Linked DNA regions of Mus musculus: region 2 is linked to region 1. Evidence: chromatin contacts called from public promoter capture Hi-C data. All regions are on one chromosome and are shown on one strand. Each heading gives the region's core, a stretch centred on a gene start, on an enhancer-like site or on the middle of the called end of the contact. The rest is flanking DNA. Distances are from core to core; before and after follow the strand shown.

Evidence for each region. Promoter capture Hi-C pulls out the DNA fragments that hold promoters and counts their contacts.
Region 2: a promoter capture Hi-C map of the 3T3-L1 cell line shows a contact between it and region 1, with 5 times the contacts expected there. The contact joins the promoter of Wwc1 here to the enhancer-like site in region 1. A contact is called at or near these places in 4 of 39 promoter capture datasets (the 3T3-L1 cell line, the SN4741 cell line, liver and 1 more).

What each region holds. Positions count from the first base shown.
Region 1 is chr11:35,051,350-35,057,373 of GRCm38.p6, reverse strand. No RefSeq gene overlaps it. Among named protein-coding and RNA genes, the nearest start is that of Slit3, 67 kb to the left of the region's middle. Within about 2 kb of position 3,878, at least 22 of the 459 cell types and tissues checked have an H3K27ac peak or open chromatin away from gene starts, as enhancers often do.
Region 2 is chr11:35,976,637-35,982,660 of GRCm38.p6, reverse strand. It overlaps Wwc1 (WW, C2 and coiled-coil domain containing 1), which reads left to right and starts at 2,134. Exons shown (of 23, transcript NM_170779.2): 1 at 2,134-2,690. The coding sequence starts at 2,572.

The sequences.
Region 1 (6,024 bases), core at 2,629-5,128:
CATTCAAGGTATAATTCTTTACATAAAAATTAATAAAAAATGTTAATCTAATTCATATGCAAATTAATTTTTTTGTCCTTTATGAACATGTATGAATATGTTTCACACATATGTAAATATCAAAAATTCTTCTAAAATACAATTTTATTATGATTAATCATCAGAACATGTTTGATTTAGATACATTCTACATAGATTTTATATATCTACATACCTGAGGTCTGCTTCATAGAAATATGTTTCAATTATAGAAAATAAATTTTCAGTATTCGTCTACCACGATGTCTCAGCATGTGAGTTCCAAACTAGCATATCTTTGGAATGGACTGTGCTAGAATGTGAAAGGGGTTAGGGTTGGGAAAAGGTTAAGGAACCTTGGTCTACATCACCAGTGGCCAACCCATTTGTAAATTGAAGACCCCTGGAGATACCTCACCCTAGCTATGTTCATTTAGATTTCTCTTTAATTAACATTCTATAAATTGCTGCTCTCCATGGCAAGACTCTACCCTAGGCTGGACTTTGCTTCTTAGCTCTACAAAGATGGAGGATCGGTCTATAAAGAAGTTCTGGTTCTTCCTGGCTGTGACACAATGGTCCGAGGTTTGTTGTTACACAGCCTCTTCACTGCTCCCTTTCTCTTCTGTGCTCCAAAGCTTTTCACTTCGGCTGTGCATTTGAGCAGTGTCTCCAAATAAGAGCGAGATTGACATGGAAATTCCTTGCCATATCCAGAGCAAAAGGACAGCAGACAGGCATGCATTGCTGAATGAAGGGGTCGTATTCTGAGAAATGTATCCTTAGGCTGTTTCATCACTGTGTGAAGATCTCGGTGTTGGAGCTCACAAACACGGAGAGAGCTACCCATGTCACGTGATGCAATCTCCTGGGACCACTGTTGGATATGCAGCCTACTTTTGATGGAAATGTCAAGGCTCACGACTGTCATGGTGATTATGATTGCACTGAGTGAAGGGGTGTGTGTGTGTGTGTGTGTGTGTATGTTTGTGTGTGTGTGCCTTTCCTTTTTTCATCCTGCATAGCAAACCTGATACGTAGATATAAATATTAGTCTAACAATATAATGCAGATTGAGTTCACAAAAGGAAGCCTTCCTAAGGCTAAACAGGAAAATGTGGATCTTGGCACTGGACTGAGACAGAGACAAGTAAGCCGCATTTGAATAAGTCTGCTAAGCTGTAGGAAGAGGGCAAGCTGGGTGTGGTGTGATATATCCTTGTAATCTAATAACCAGGAGGTAGAGGCAGGAGGATTGACACCTCCACACTAGCCTGGGCTACACTGACAGCTCCATGCTAGCCTGGGCTACGAAATGAGTCCCTGTCTAAAGAAATAAAACCATCTCTCTATAGACAACAAGGTCACAGACAGCTAAAGGTTTCTGAAGGATCCAAGGCCTGGCTTGAGGCCCAAGAATTTTTATTTTGAAGTTCTCAAGGCCGACTTCAGAAATACATTGTCTCAGTGCCCAGCGGATGCAATAATGCCAAGTGAGCTAAGGCTTCTCACACTGTTCGTTGAGGAAGAATTTATTCTGCCTTAATACAATGCTTCGTAGCCTTGACTGCACATTGGAAGCACCTGGGAAGGTTTAAACTCTCACCACTGAGTCTGATTTAATTGGGGTGAGCGGCTGGCTGAACACGGTGTGTTTTACAGGTTCCTGGGGTGATTTTGATGTGCAGTTGGGGCTGAAAACCACTTCCTTAACACTGCCAACTCCCTGGCTATGGGTAAGTCATAAAAACTCTGTCTTCAATTTTTTTTTCCCTGTGTTTAATGCTGGTGCTTATTACAGTTTGGTGAGTACTTAAATGAACTAATATACTCAAAACATGTAGAAATGTGTCCAGGATCTAGCCAATGTGACAAGAACACCGACCTTTGTCATCATTGTTGGACAGTTGGTATGGTTTTCCCCCCTGTTTTTCATTTTTCTCAGCATGTTCTCATTATCATGGACTCCTTTACATATGGGTGAGATTTTAGGTCCTTTCTAGCATGGACTACCTTAAAGCCCCAAATTAACTAGGGCCATCTGGCCTCCCTCAGCACAGCATCATGTATTTCCTTTTCTGGCCTGGTTGAGGCTAGTCTGATCTTTTAATGTTGTGTGTTTTAGGAAGAGCACTGTACTGTGAGTCACAAGACATCCTTCTTTGGAATTAAATTCCAAAACCACCCCACTGAAAATCAGTTGGCTCATCAATGTGAGTGTTCTTTCTAGAGTCTTAATTCTCTTCTTTTACGTTAGATATCTTTATGCCAGGGTTCTGACTTTGAAATTAATGTAGCCTCATAGTAAGCTTTAATGTATCAGAACATCTAAATCCTCCCCAAATTTTCTGTTTTACTATCGTTTTGGTGATTCAAGTTTCCTTATACTACTTTAAGAGTTTTAGAATCTGCCCATCAATTTCTGAAAAGATGCAATCTAGGATCATAACGGTGATTGCATTGAACCGGTGGATCAACTTGAGCAATCAGTAAATACATTTCCCTAATTATCACAAAACCTTCGTGTCATGAAGGCTCTTAAAATCTCAAGAATTCCAAGGAAGCCTAGACTCTCTCCGACCCTCTCACCCCCATTCCCCTCCCCTTGATTTATTTATCTTTTCATAAGCTGTCCCACACAACTTGACTTCACATCTATATAGTAAAAAAAAAACTTAGAAATATTGTACAAAGATGTTCTAAAATTAAACTCCCTGTCTGTTACCTGATTGGTTCCATTTGGGCCACTTAGCTATGGATATTAGGGCAGACAGCACAGCAGACCATACTGTCCAAGCTTGTCCACTGATGGGCCAGCTGAGAGCTCTTTGAGAAGTTCATAGGTCAGTTAGATAGATGTTATGATACCTACTTCTTCGCTTAACCTATGAATTTAAACTGATTTTTTCACACGTTGGTGAGCTTGTGCCCAGCCATGCACCCACATCTTTAAAATGAGCTACAGATTGTCATATAAATCTGCCAACTTGGAAGTGTATACTTAAAAAATCCCAAAGAACCAATTTTCAACATGTCAAAGGCTGAGCTCATCAGCTCGCCCCAAACACTTCGTGCCCTATCCACTGTGAAGGATCCTTAATTGATACGATGAGCCAATTGAAAAATGTGAGAATTACCTCAGACTCTTCCCACCGCTGAAGCCTCTTTCATACCACCCTGTCCCTCTGTCACTAAAGCCACCTTAATGTCATTTTCCACAATGGCTTCCTTTCATATATATGAGTTGCTTCAGTCCCCTCTGTTCTGGCTCCACAATTGGCCACTGCTTCTGTCAGGCTCCATCCCTGCCGACCTTTATCCCTGCCACGGCCTCCCCGTTGGTCCCTTTGGGTTTCAGAATGCTCCCGTTGCTAATTTACTCTTCACAGCTCTCTGCAGAGTGCTTTCTAAAACACAGCTATGTGGATTTCTCATTGATGATGAGTCTGTGGAGAAATCAGTGGAGTTTCACAATGAGTTCAAGTAACCAGCAATTCCTTGACTTACTATGTGGCTGCTACCCAACCTCTCCAGCAATGCCCCGCCCCCTTCCCACAGACAGTACATTATAGGTCATCCAGAGGTATTTACAGTTTATGAAGTCTGACAGGCTATTTCCTGCTGCTCGGCCTTCTTCTCCTTTGCTGGTCTCACTCCCTGGATTGCTCTTCTCCTCTTATCAGTCTTTCTCTCCCAGCCAATATCTAGCACCTCTTGAAAACTCAACCCAAACACTATCTCCCCTCAAATGTTTCCTAGGGAATATGTGTAGCTTGATTGTGTGGCTGCAGCATTTAGTTTAGTGCCTGGTGTGAAATATGAGCTCAATCTGTGTTCGGAATGCACATAAATTGAAATCCCACAGTTAGGACTCTGGGCAAAAGTGCCTGGGTGGATTGCAGCTATAGAGACTCTGTTCACAGAGTGCAGCAACAAGCTCTCTACTTCTCCATCATTATAAGATTTCCCACAGACTTTCCCAGTGGTTTCTCTTAGCTCAGTGTGTCTCAGTGCAGTGACCACAGTCTGACAGGAGTGAACCACATGTCCCCTAGGGTCATCTCTGCTCCTGGACCCTGCTGCAGACAGAAGGGAGCCTGGGAGAATGTGGGAAGGAAATGGCAGATTCCTTGGCTATCCACACAGTATGTAGATGGATTCCTAGTATGATAACGGAGAAGTCACAATCAAATGCAGAGCTCTTAGCATTCAGAGTTCCAGTCCTTGTGATGGGAAATTTTCTGATGCTGGTAACCCACGCTGACCAATTTCTAACCACCAAACACACACTTCTCAGTTTCTGTCATTCAATTTTTTTTTTTTTTGGTTATACTTTATGTAACTCTCTACTTACTGTTTTTCTTCTCTTGGGTGTGTGTGTGTGTGTGTGTGTGTGTGTGTGTGTGTATCAAAAAGCAAACCAACAAAACCATATTTCTTGATGGGAAAGGCCCGAAGTCCAAGTGTTAAGGTTACCTTTCTTGTTCATGTGACAGAATATCTGACAAGAAGCAATTTAATGGAAGATGTGCTTATTTATTTTGGCTTAGCGGTAAAGGAGGCATAGCCCACCATAATGGGAAAGACACAGTGTTAAGAGTGGGTGAACAGCTGGCAGTCAGGAAGCAGAGCCAACAGACAGTGGGGTGGCCTACAAAAAACACAAAGACTACTGCTAGAGATCCACTTTCTTCAGTGAGAGTCCACCTCACAGCATTCTATAACCTTCCCAAGCAGTATCCCAGCTAGGGAACTGAGTGTTCAAATACCTGAGTCTACGGGAGATATTTCACATTCAAGCCACATCACTGGGGAAAAATACATGTTCTGCCTTTAAAAAAAAAGACATTAAAAAATGCAGAATTTATAAACTTTGTACTGTACATAAAGTAAAACAACTAATTATTGAAAGCTGACTGGTAAGTATATTACAGAAGAGTAAATTTGCAATTTCCAGGAGTCCTCTGCATTCACTGAGAAGAGATCACACCAAGTGAACCTGCTGTTCACTTGCGTATGGAATAATAACAATTTACATGCATCAGAGATGCTGCAATATAAAGACCCTTTCAGATATATCATCTCAGCAAAGTAATACAGCATCCTGGAGAGAGAAAAGGTTTTTTTTTGTTTGTTTGTTTTTTCTTGATTTGTGAACACAGCTCTGAGTCTCTTCTCCATTTGTGTATCTTTAAATCATATACACAAGTGAAAATGATTTCATTCAATAAATGATAAGGTCTTTATTCCTGTTGTCTTCTTTTTAAGCTACTAAGTGGAAGATATATTGAAGGTTATTTTTCCCCTCTTACAAAGCATACAATGAGTGTATGGGGAACTAGAGTTTCCATTCACTTGGGTGGAGATAGACTTGCTTCTGCTTCACAGGCTTGGCCTATCCTCTTCAATTAATAAACAAGCTCATCTCTGTGACTAGCAATAACAATAGTAATAGTAATAGGTTCTCGACATGCAGGGTGTCAAAATTCAGGCTTATTTTTAAAGGTCTAGACAAGAAAGTGGGGCAAAAGAATGGGAATGAATGATTTTTTTCAGGGCTTAGTAAAACATTATATGCACCCATTCTTTGCTAAGGGAATACTGACCATTTCTTAGCACAGATGAAGGTAAAGCTGTGAGGGATGGATGAGCTCATAAGCTCTGTAGAAGCAATCATCTCAAGACATCACATTGTATATTTAACATATATGCAAGTCTTATTTGTCATTTTCCATTATGTGAAAAAAATAAGAGAAACACTCTTATTTAGAATTACAAACATCCTATTTCTTGAGTGTGGAGTCATGTGTAACAACTGTAAGTCTGTAGGTGATGCCAGGATTGGAGGTGGTTATTAGATCTACAATATGTCCCACCTGGCTATTACATGCTATGACCTACACTATGTCCCGCCTGCCACTTGGTACGTTGCTTCATTCAGAGAAGTTTAGTGTCACATAGAATGGAGGCCATGGTCTTCAAGTTCTTTGAGCCAATCAATTTGCA
Region 2 (6,024 bases), core at 885-3,384, 930 kb before region 1:
TTGTCTGTGTTTTTTAGCAGAAAATAGTTCAGTTGAGCCACACTTTATAAAAGTGTGCTGGTCATCAGATCAGCCAGGGTGCTCCACGTGGACCCCTTGGTGATAGCTTAATCCCTTATTTTTCTCATTTCTTTCTTTCTTTTTTTTTTTTTTTTTTTTAATTTTTTGAGACAGGGTTTCTCTGTGTTCCCCTGGCTGTCCTGGAACTCACTCTGTAGACCAGGCTGGCTTCGAACTCAGAAATCCACCTGCCTCTGCCTCCCAAGTGCTGGGATTAAAGGCGTGCGCCATGATGCCCTGCTTCTCATTTCATTTTGCTCTTCCCAACCAGGTGGAGGGACTCTTCATTATCACATTTTTCTCAAGGGAGAGGCAGGAGGATGCTGAGCTCAAGGCCACCCTGGACTGCATAGCAAGAATCTAAAAAAACATTACAAACCCTCGATCTAAATACAATGAAGCATTAATGGTTGACCCTTCAACCATTGGTTTCACCGGTGCTAGGGTGCTTGTGTCTCTTCTTAGCTCCATCCCTGGCCATCTTGAAGTTCAGTGTCCTCATCTCCAGAACGAGGAGAAGTACAGTACCCTATCCAGGGCTTTGTCGTGAAGATTAGCTGAGATCATACTTGAAAACGCAAGCCTCGTATCAGATCAGCACGTGTTGGAAGTGATGGTTCGTTCACACTTGTGATCTCACACTTGGGAGGCAGAGGTAGGAAGGGGAGATAACCATAGTATAAGGCCAGGCAGAGCGAGGTCTCCCAGGCAAAAACTCAAAACAGATTGGCTGGTTTGGTTCAGTGAGGATGCATGCCTGGAGTTTGATCCTAACAGAACGGGGGAAGGAGGGCACTAGAAGTACTTATAATTGTGAAGGCTTTGCCCATCACAGGAAGTCTGGAGGGAGAACTCCCCAGCAGTTGGGTGGGTGGTGAGGACCTCCCTGAGATCTGAGATCCCTGGCTTCGAAGTATAATATTGATGGGATGGAGGAGGAGCTACACCCGTCCCCTATGTCCTCAGGGCATTTAGATTTGAGGAGCCCACCCTAAAACGCCTTGTGTATCAAACAGGGGATCCCCACACAGTACAGGGAGTTAACTGGTTACTCCCCACATTAAGGGATTGATTCAGACAAGGCGCTGGACTTCGTTCTTCCAGTCCAGTTTCCTGCCTCAGGCACAGTTACATTTGCACTGGGGGAAACACCAAACCTAAGAGGGAACTTTTTCCCCTTAATTCAATATTGCTAATGTCTCAAGACATTTACTTATTCTTGTTTCAGGGTTTGCCTTTTCTTTTCTCCTTTCTTTTCTCCTTCCTTCCTTCCTTCCTTCCTTCCTTCCTTCCTTCCTTCCTTCCTTCCTTCCTTCCTTCCTCCCTCTCTCTCTCTTTCTTTCTTTCTTTCTTTCTTTTCCTTCTCTCTCTTTCTCTCTCTCTCTCTCTCTCTCTCTCTCTCTCTCTCTCTCTCTCTCTCCCTCTCCCCCTCCCTTTCCTTCCTTCCTTATTTATTTATTTATTCCCCCCCCCCGTGTTTGCTAGTTTGACTCAGCCTGGAACTTTTGGATTTAAGTAATCCTTCTTCAGCCTCTTGAGTAGCCGAGAGACAGGTGCACTTCACTATGACTGGCAAAATATGTCCTTCCTTCTCCTCCCTTGCCACCCGCTGGAAGTCCTCTTAGGAAGCAGATCCATAGCATTCCTAATTTTAGGGACCCTAAGGAAAGCCAGCTACATTTGCAAATTACGGAGAGGAGGGTTGAAACAACACGGGGAGAACTGAATAGGAGGAAGACAGATGGTGTGAGTGCTGGGGGGGAAGGGACGAGAGATCCTGGAAAACTTATGTTCGCCGATTTGCAAGAATGTTTTCACTTAACCACTTCTTGCCTGACTCCTGGTTCTCAATCACAGAAAACAGGGTGTGTCAAGATTTGGGGCCACACGCGCCAAGAGCCCGGACACTCTGGCGTAGAGAGAGCCTAGCCTCCTGGGGCAGAACGGGGTGGTCGGCGATTGGGACTGTCCCACGAGGGGGCGCGTCTCGGGCTCTAGGACCCGCCCTCGCCGCGCTGGGCGCGGGGAGGAGACCCGGGAACCCTGGAGCCCGGCGCTCCGCCTCCCGTTTCCGGGGCAGCGCAGTTACCTGCACCGCCGGAGCCACACCTGGCGGAGGCAGAAGTCTCGGGGCGCGCGGCGGGGCTCCGGCAGAGGCTGCGGGCGGCGGCGGCGGCGGCGGCGGCGTGGAGCGCAGCGCGCAGCGGCAGGGGCAGGCAGGCGGCGGCTCGGGCCGCTCTCCTGGCTGGCTGGCCGCGGACTCGGGCCGGCTGGGCGCCGCGGCGGGCGCACATGGCAGCGTGAGAGGCGGGCGGCGTGGGGCTGGGGCCGCAGGGCCGCATGGACAGAGGCGCCACCCCGGCCGGCCCCCGTTAGGGCCCCCGATCCGTGGGCGCCACTCCCCGATCATGCTGCCTCGGCGGCCGCCTGGACCCAAAGCGGCCAGCCCGAGCCGCTGAGCCCCGTGGCGGCTGCGAGCTGCATGGGGGAGCGCGGGCCAGGCTCGGGAAGATGCCCCGGCCGGAGTTGCCCCTGCCGGAGGGCTGGGAGGAGGCGCGCGACTTCGACGGCAAGGTCTACTACATAGATCACAGGAACCGCACCACCAGCTGGATCGACCCGCGGGACAGGTAGGACCCGGAGTGCTCCGACCCGGACCCGGCACCGCGCCTGGGCCGCACCTGCCCTTAGTGTGCAGGGGGACTCTGCGTGTCTCTTAACAGGTCTTAGTTTGCCCCCTCTACATCCTCACCCCTCCTTGAGCTGTACAGGAGTACAAAGCTCTGAAGAGCTGCAGAGAGGGGCGGACGCCAAGCAGACTGCCGGCAGCCAGTCCCAGGTGGAGGACTTAGGCCCTTGTAGCACCTGCCCAGAGTTTTGACCTTAAGCTCTAGCAGGGTCCCCGGCTCATTTAGAAAGCGACGTCTGGCCAGGGTGAAGGCAAAGACCAAAACCAGATGAAGCGAATCTTCCCTGGGAACTCCCTTGGCTGAGGAGGGGTGATCTGGCATGGAGGGGTGGTAGGGAGCCCACGGGTCGCTGGGAAACTACTGGAGGAAGGACATTCTGGCGAAGAGAAAGCAGCTTTTTTGACAGGTGCTTCGTTGGCTGCCGAGAAAAGCTTTGGAGCAAGTCTGGGGAAGCCGGAGGTGGGAGGGGAGGGAGGGAGCGCGGGGGAGGGCAAAAGAGGGAGACTGGTTCTCCAGGAATCTCACAGCAAGTTGGAAGCTGTTAGGATGCAGATAGAGGTGAGAGGCCTCTGGCAAAGCCCTGCCTGCCCTAGCCTCCTCTCCTCCCTTCCTTCTGGGGCCAGAGGCTTCTCCACAATCCTGACCTTGGTGGGCACCTCGCTGGGTGTGCGTAGCATGAGCTTTTCCTGAGGCAGGTAGTCTTATCATCCCAGACTCCTTCCCACTTTCAGTTACTCACACCTGGCCCACATCTGCCCAGGAAGGAGGGGAGTCGTCCTTTGCCAAGAAGGAGTGTGGTCAAAGTATCCTAGGAATGTTAGATTTTCACTTGGTCTGTGACCTTGGGGGTTTGGTGCACGTAAAGCCACCCAGGATGAATTTTTTGAGCCTTTCATTTTATGGGGTTCAGATGAAGGGGATCTGAGACATCCAGAATGGGGTGTATAGCAAGATGAGGGTTAAAGAAAAACGTAGGAAGCAATGAGTTCACTTCCTCATGAGTTCGTTCGTTCATTCATTCATTCATTCATTCATCGTTTCTTGAGTTCCTACTCTGCTCAGCGCTAGTACTACAGAGTGTTAGACAGGCTGCTTTGATCTTTTGGCCTCAGTTTCCCCTTGTGTCTGATGAATGGTTTGCTTGGGAAGGAAGGAGTGATAGTGGAAACTCAGAAGCTAGACAGACAGGCCAGCCAGGGCTACACAGTGAGACCCAAAAGTTGGAAAGTTTTTAGAAAACGCAAGCCCAGTTCCTTCCCACATGCCTCACTCCACCTCTTCCCCCTCTCTTTCTCTGTGTGTGTTTAATAACGGTGTGTATGCCTGCTTGACAGTGTGTGTGCATATGGAGGTGGGTGGACAATTGTTACAGTCTAGTAGCTCCTTCCACTTCACAGCCTCCGTTTATCAAAGTCAGGGGTCAGGCTCAGGGGCAAACCGCTTAACCCACGAGCCATCTCACCAACTATCAACTCCAATTTCCCCTTGCTTGTTTGTTTGTGTATTGCTTCAAGATAAGATCTTACTGGGTATCCTTGGCTGGCCCAGAGATCTACCTGCCTCTGCCTCCAGATGGTTGGGATTAAAAGTGAGCACCACTTTACCCAGCTTATTTCCCCGTGTTTAAACGTAAGAGAAAAATCTGGAACCCAGAGATGTGATTTGCTCCTAGTGTTTGGCTATTTCCACTTACAAATTGTCCTTGTGCTCTGCCTTTTAACCTCTAATCTTGTCTAGTTCTCCCCAGGCCTCTCAGAGCGAGGTACTCCAGGGGGCTTTGTAACTGTGTTGGGAAGCTTGGCAACTTGTTACCCCTTAGAACAGACAACTTCAAGTTTATGTGTCCTCCAGCATAAGTCCCTGCAGCTGAGCCCAGGGTGCTGTGTGAGCCCAGGGTGCTGTGTGAGACAGGGTGCTGTGTGAGCCAAGGTGCTGTGTTTGTGGATGAGCACTGCTTTGCCAGCCTTGATGATGACCGAGCATCTGAGAGAATAATACAACATAGAAAACTTCTCAAAAAATGCCAGTCATGCGTTGCCCTTGGAAGAGGGCAAGTGGGTAGCTTCCCAAGAACTGATTTGACTAGAAGGTAATAATATGCCAGGTTGTAGAGGTGTGTGCCACATGTGTGGCTTTCTGGCTACCTGAACTGTTGCTTAATGCTTGCCTTTACACCAAGTCATTAAAAAATGTTTTTTTTTTTATCATTTTTACTCATGGGAAACTAGCAATCTCTAGTGCCATCAATAGAAAAGAATCTTTAAAAAGATACACCTCTACGTTGCCTACACTACTTACTATGAATCACCGTCTGCACCAGGCCAGGCCCAGCAACCTCTGCGTTCAGCAGACTGCCTTGGTGAGATGTCACAGCCATAGCAGTGCTTGCCGGAGCTGCGCACAGTCTTTACTTTTGCCTGCCTCTCCATCCCGCCTGCACTGAGTTTCTATGAAGCCCCGAGCTTGGGGTCAGGGCTGCAGATCACTCTTGTGGCCAGCCAGCCTTGAGAGTTTGGGGGCACAGCTTCTCCATCTTTAAAATCTCTTGTATGCCTGGTTAGAGGTTGTCCCTTTTAACCCTGCCAAGGTGGGCATGGGCTCGTAGCTTAACCTAGGTGAGGTTTGAGGGCTTCCCTTTCCGTGGGTGATGGTAGCAGTCTGCTGAGTGCTCTCCATGAGGCTCCCAGGGCTGTGATTTCAACCTTCCTGTCTCTCCGTACCCCAGCTTTTTCTGAGACAGAAGAGGAGTTATGATGGGGAGAGATGGGGAGCATAAGCTTGGGTCAATTTAACAAAGCTTAAAAGAGCTGCCGGGGTTACATGAGGGGTGAGGGAGGAGAGGTAAATTCCCCCAGAGTAGTTAGTTTCATCTCTGTAACGAGTTAATGGTGTAAAACAAACAAATGAAAAGAAACATATTTAAGAAAATTCCACTCCTTGAGTGTGTGTGTATCTGAGGCGCACATCACAGCCATGCCTGCCCATTCCCCTGAATTTCAAAGAAGTAAGTCAAATGGTCCTTCAGTTGGAAAAGGGATTTCTCAGCCACCAAGGACAAAATAGTGTCTCCGGTTACCAACCCTAAAGAATGTCTTGGCACATTCCGCCCTCTGGGACTAAGCTGTTTTGTGTGCTGTGCATGGAGCTGCTGGGGGTAGAGAATCCAGTTTTCAGCTCCCCCTTTCACCAGGGGGGTGGAAGAGCAGCCAAGCAGCCAGCTTTGCCAACTCTCTCCCCTTTTCACCCAGCGAAGACCAGGAGGCTGGAATTCCTG